Regions from separate parts of the Sus scrofa genome. Here region 1 is linked to region 2. A link is a contact called in public promoter capture Hi-C data. All regions are on one chromosome and are shown on one strand. Each heading gives the region's core, a stretch centred on a gene start, on an enhancer-like site or on the middle of the called end of the contact. The rest is flanking DNA. Distances are from core to core; before and after follow the strand shown. Region 1 holds the start of CD8A (CD8a molecule). Region 2 holds the start of CD8B (CD8b molecule).

Evidence for each region. Promoter capture Hi-C pulls out the DNA fragments that hold promoters and counts their contacts.
Region 1: a contact with region 2 is called in a promoter capture Hi-C map of fetal skeletal muscle, with 2.2 times the contacts expected there. The contact joins the promoter of CD8A here to the promoter of CD8B in region 2. A contact is called at or near these places in 3 of 5 promoter capture datasets (fetal liver, fetal skeletal muscle and liver), 2 of 47 Hi-C or Micro-C datasets (embryonic fibroblasts and skeletal muscle) and 1 of 2 datasets of contacts at active chromatin or transcription factors (alveolar macrophages).

What each region holds. Positions count from the first base shown.
Region 1 is chr3:58,021,324-58,024,023 of Sscrofa11.1, reverse strand. CD8A (CD8a molecule) reads right to left here and starts at 1,270. Exons shown (of 6, transcript NM_001001907.1): 1 at 1,057-1,270; 2 at 585-947; 3 at 1-11. The coding sequence starts at 1,105.
Region 2 is chr3:57,966,904-57,969,712 of Sscrofa11.1, reverse strand. It overlaps CD8B (CD8b molecule), which reads right to left and starts at 1,355. Exons shown (of 6, transcript NR_145981.1): 1 at 1,272-1,355.

The sequences.
Region 1 (2,700 bases), core at 21-2,520, 54 kb before region 2:
GGTGGGCTTTGCTGCGGGAGCAACAGTGGTTGGAGGCAGGATTGAGGCGGTGCGCGCGAACCCTTCCTACCGCTGCGCGCGCCTTTGCCCAGCCGGCGCCTCTTCCAGATTTTCCAGGGAAAAAGCCGTAGACCGCCGCCCGCGCGAGCTCTACGCTCAGGGCGGGGAAGGTGGGGTGAGACCTGCTCTGCGAAGCGCACCCGGCGCCTCAGACGCGAACGCAGGAGCCCGCTCCCCTCCGCCCAGCCTTTCTCCAAGGCCCCACCAGAAACTCGTGGGCTTGGGGTGATACCTGCATTTTACTGACAAGCAAAGGGAGACTTAGAAAATTTAAATAACTTGTCCAGGATCACACAAGCACCCGAACTCGAGCCCAGATCACGAGGACCTAAAAAGCCATCTTCGGTTCCTACCCAGCTTCACCCTAGCTTCAATTTCCTCGTCTGTGAAATGGGAACAATATCTTCGTTGCCCCCAGGGGCGCTAAGAAGCTGGAAAGCCGGGCGTTCGAGTGAAAAACGGACTCAGACGTAAGCCCCTAACCCCACATAGAGAGGTGCCGTGCCTGTAGGCAGCTCCCGGACCTGGCAAGAAGACGGACATGAAGTTGCTGAAATACAAAACCGAGTTGCTCAGGAACGAGCAGAAATAGTAGCCTTGGTCCTCCTCGCGGAAGCGGTGCAGGATGAGGTAGAAGTTGTCATTGGCCTTGTAACCAGAGATGTAACGGGTGTCCAGCCCCTCGGCTGTCTTATTCCGGGTTTTGGAGAGGTACATGAGGAAGATGGGCTTGGAGGCAGCCCCCGGCTTCTGGTAGAGCCAGGAACAGCTTGTCAGTGTGTTGGAGTGCATCACCTCGCAGCGGAGCTTCACAGTCTCTCCCAGGCTAGCCTGCACCATCTCCGGCGACGTCCGGAACAAGCTGGACCCGAGGACCTTGGCGGGATCTGCGGGGGGGAGGTGGGGTGGGCGGGGGAGCAAGCAGCGAGGCTGAGCCTGGAGCCCTGCGCCCCCCACCAGCCCCTCCCCTGCCCCCATCGAGGGTCGCAAACTCACGGAGCTGCAGGACCAGCGGCAGGAGCAGAGCGGTCACCAGCGAGGCCATGGCGCGCTCCCCGCGGCGCGGCTCCGCTGGAAGCTCGAAGCCTGGAGGCGCGCAAGAGCTAGTAGGACGTCGACGGGGGAAGTTGCGCCCTTCGGCCGGCCACCGAGCCCGGTTTCTCGGTTTCTCGTTCGGAGGATGTGATGTCACCTCAAGCCTTGCTGATATGAGAGTCGCCCTCCTATTCGTCGTTGTCACCTTTCAGCCCAGAGAGGGGGCTGGGGTCGGTGAATGGGCACCGTCGAAGCAGCCTTGCCGGGAAGCTGGGGACGGTGGAGGATTGTGGGTTTGAGGACCAGGAAAAGGGCTTGGAAATGCCCTTCGGAATAGCTCTCCTATGGGTGTGACAGAGATGGAGGACAGAGATGAGAGACTGAAAGAAGTGAGGGAGAGTGAGCAGGAAAGGAGAGAGAAGTGTCCCTTTCCTTTGCCCTCACCCGAATTGGCCCTAGCGCGGACACCTTTGGGACCTTGGGTCTACAAACCCGGCCCTGAGGGCTGAGAAGAAGAGTTAGTGACTCGCCCACTTCTGGGGGACTGGGGCAGGGAAGTCTGGGGTCCTCACGGAGGGAGGACCTTCTCCCTTCTACAGAAGGGCGACTTCCACCAGGCAGCAGCCACTCAAGCCTTACACCTAGCTTGCAGTTTTCTGCTGCCCACACCCTTCAGGCTGTTCCCCAGCAGCTGAACCCCTTCACACAACCTCCTTCCATCCTGAGGCCACTGCAGCAGCCTCTACATCTGTCCCTCTCCTGGCCAACCCCCTAGCCACCCTGCTGTGAACATTACTCTCCTAAAGGGGATCTGATGGGTTCACTCCCTCAGCCACTCATGACCTTCAGGACTGCTTGGAAGCTCAACCCTGGCTTGTTTCAGAGCCTTTGGGTGCTGGTTCCTCCCAGCTTCTGCCCAGTTCCCTGCCCTGGTCTTTCCCATTTACCCACGACAGCGTTTGAGATGATCCAAACTCTGGGCTCCTCTTGCTTTTGTTGTACCGTCTGTTCTGTTTGAGCCCCAGGACCAGTTCCTTCACTGTGGGCCTTTGACCTTGTTCCTCTGTATCCCTAGCTTGGGTGGACACAGTTCTCCCGGTCCTACCCTGGCACACATGTGACCCCTTCCTTGTTGTCTGACACCATCCTGAAACCTTCCCCCCCATAGTGGGTGCCCTTCTCTCATTTCTTCTGGGTCTTCCCGCTTTGAATCCCACAGTGGGCACACCTCACGCTGCTGGGACTTGATTCTAGAGACACACCACCTGGCATTATCTGCTCCACGTGCCTGCCCCAGTTCTGCCCCACAAGGACTGTGTCCCAGACACCCCCCAGATGCCACATGTCACAACACAGCTTGGGCTGAGCTCTGTATGCAGAACAGCACCACCCTTGTGGGATCCAAACTTCAGTGTTGGATGGGCTTTGGGTTTTTGGTTTTGTTTTTTTTTTTTTCACTTTGATTTCAATGCCCTGTCCCACCCTACCCCACCCAAAGTGTCCAAGTTGCTTACTTTAATTTAACATGGGCCATTTAACATTTTATATGTAGAATTTTTTTATTTTAATTTTTTAATGGCTACACCATGGCATGTAGAAATTTCC
Region 2 (2,809 bases), core at 106-2,605:
TAGACGCAGTGGACACATGAGGGAATAGAAGCTCGTGAAGGTTAAGGATCTGCTCAAGGTCACACAGCCTGTGTAGTGGATTCAGATTCAACCCTTGGTCTGGGACCTTAGAATCGGAGCTTCAAGCCAGTCCTTGAATTGAGGGTTCCTGTGATCCTCTCCAGGATCTTGCCATGGGCTCCTGGGCACAGAGTGGGGCTGCAAACATGCAGACTCCCCAAGTCCTTCCCAGAAAGCCCAGCAGGGACTCCTCCAGAGCCAGAGGGGGCCGAGGGGCCTGGGGCTCCGTGTAGAATTCTAACCTACGTCCTGACTTGAAGACTTCCTGGCTGAGACACACCCCGGTCTCTCTATTACCCACTGGCTTTTTGGCCCTGGAGACCAAAGCCCTGGCTGTGCCGAGCCCCATCGGTGCTATTGACACAGAGCCGGCCCTTGCCATAGGCATGGTCTCATTTAATTCCATTCTCAGAGGGACCTGCTGTTTCTAAAGTGTCTGGCAATGAGGCTGGAAGTTTTGAACGGCCTGGACTAGCTTCTGCTTGAGATGCTGTTGTGGTCACTAGGTCAGAGCCTGGGCAGGCAGGCCTCTGGAAGGAGGACCAGCTTTGGGCTTTTTGGACAAGAGAGGAAATCAACCACAGGTTAGTAGTGGGCAGTTTGGTGTGTGTATGTGTGTGTTGTGGGGGGTGGTTCTTCTAAAAGGCAGTTGGACTGGGTTTGGTTAGAGGGACAGACTCCCCTCTGCTTTCCACCCCCAACCAAGGCTGCATGTTCTGGGGGCCACACAGTCCATGACATCCACCCCCAGGAAATATTAGGGAACCAGGGGACCCTGGGAATGTACCCAGATGTCAAGCACCAAAGTGAGAACTGGGCCCTGGCCCCTTCCTGGGGGTACAGCCCTGCTGGGCCCCGGACAAGGGCATTTTCCTCCCTTTCTTTTCTTCCTTCCCAGCTCCTTCAACCCTCTCTCCGGACTCCCGTTCTCCCTCCTCTCTTCCTGTCTTCTCTTCTCTTAGGCTCAGCCTTTTGGGCTAAGGTAGCCTTTAACCTGAGGCTCCAGGGACTCCTGGGGTAATGAGCTCCGGGGAGGTTCCCACCCCTCCTCCAGGGACCGTGGCTGCCGCTGCTTCCCCTCCGCGCCCCGCGCAGCCACGGGCTCCGGGCTCCGCATCGCAGGGGGACAGCCTTCCCCAAATGCCTTGGCTCAGGCCAGCGGCAGATCACCCGCTCCTCCGCCCGCGCTCCCCGTGGTCTCCCCTTCTTACTTGACAGCTGCGCGGCAATGAGGAGCCAGAGCCTCGGCTGCATCTTGGCGCGCCCGGGAACACCTGGTCCCGATGGTCTCGGCTGAGACGGTGCGGGCTGGAACCGGGCGGGGCAGCCGGGGGGAGGGGGGATAGCGGGGAGGGAGGGCCCCGCGGGAAGAGGGGCGGGAGCCTGGTGTGAGGATGGCGAGGTCTCCGCCCTCATCCTCCCCGCATTGCAAAGGTCTTGGCTGCATTTCCAGTAAGGAGGTGACCCCGCTGTCCGCGTCAAGCAATTGCACGTGAGTGATCGCCTCTTGCTCTGGAAGGTGGTCAGCACAGGGTCATGACTCCATGCGACTCCAGAGGAGGCCACTGAGACTCAGAGATGCCAGGATGCTCAGGAGGCCCCCACAGGAGTGGTGGTGGAGCAGGACCCCAACTCCAGTCACTTCCTTCCTTTTTGAGTAGTTATGGAGCGCCTCCTGGGTACCCTGGGCCCAGTGGAGTCTGGGGGTGACCAAGACCTAGACCCTGCCCTCAAGGGCACGCACTTGTAAGGGCGAAGGAAAGTTAACTGATGAGACATGCAGTCTGATAGTGAGGAGGGTGTGCTGTGGCAGGGGAGAGGGGCCCCCACCTCTGCCTGGCCTGGGGCAGAGCCAGACCTACACCTTCAGGGTCAGGAAGAGCTTAGAGTATGATATTCTCTTTACCCTCCTCACTCGTGTAATTCCTGTTAAAATAACGCTGAAACAGGGACTCAGCAGAAGATCAACAAAGACGTCTACTTTGAAGCTGTGTGTGTGGCGGCGGGGAGGCTCAAGTTCACCCTGCTCTCCTGCTGTGTGGGTGCTGCAAAGCTATGGAGCTTTGGCTGCCAGTGATGCAGTCCAGTCCTGGGCAGGGAGACTTATCAGGGTGATCTTCCTGTTCAAGGGCCAAGTGCAGGTTCACAGAGGGAGGGGGTTGGGCTGTTGGAGGAGGGCGTTCCAAGAATACTGAGGGCCTGTGGGCCCAAGGGAGCCTGGGGAGGGCAGTGGGAGGAAGCCACCTTATCAACAAGGACCTAAACCTGCAGACCAGTTGGTTTGGACCTAAACTCTGAGAGATTTGAGTTAATTGAGAGGGGATGGAGTGTCCCTGAAGGGATTGAAAGCAGGCGGCAGGGCAAGGACACTTCCAGCATCCGGAGCCAATCTCCTTTGTCCTATAACTGTGGCGTATAAATTATATTGATTTGTTTGTTTGTTTGTTTTTTGCTTTTTAGGGCCAAACTCGAGGCATATGGAGGTTCCCAGACTAGTGGTCAAATCGGAGCTACAGCTGCCATCCAACACCACAGCCGCAGCAACACCGGATCCTTAACCTACTGAGCGAAGCCAGGAATTGAACCTGCAACCTTATTTTTTATATTTTATTTCTTTGTCTTTTTTAGGGCTGCACCCATGGCATATGGAAGTTCCCAGGCTAGGGATCTAACTGGAGCTGTAGCCACTGGCCTATGCCAGGCGAACAGTAACGCTGGATCCGAGCCGCATCTGCGGCCTACACCACAG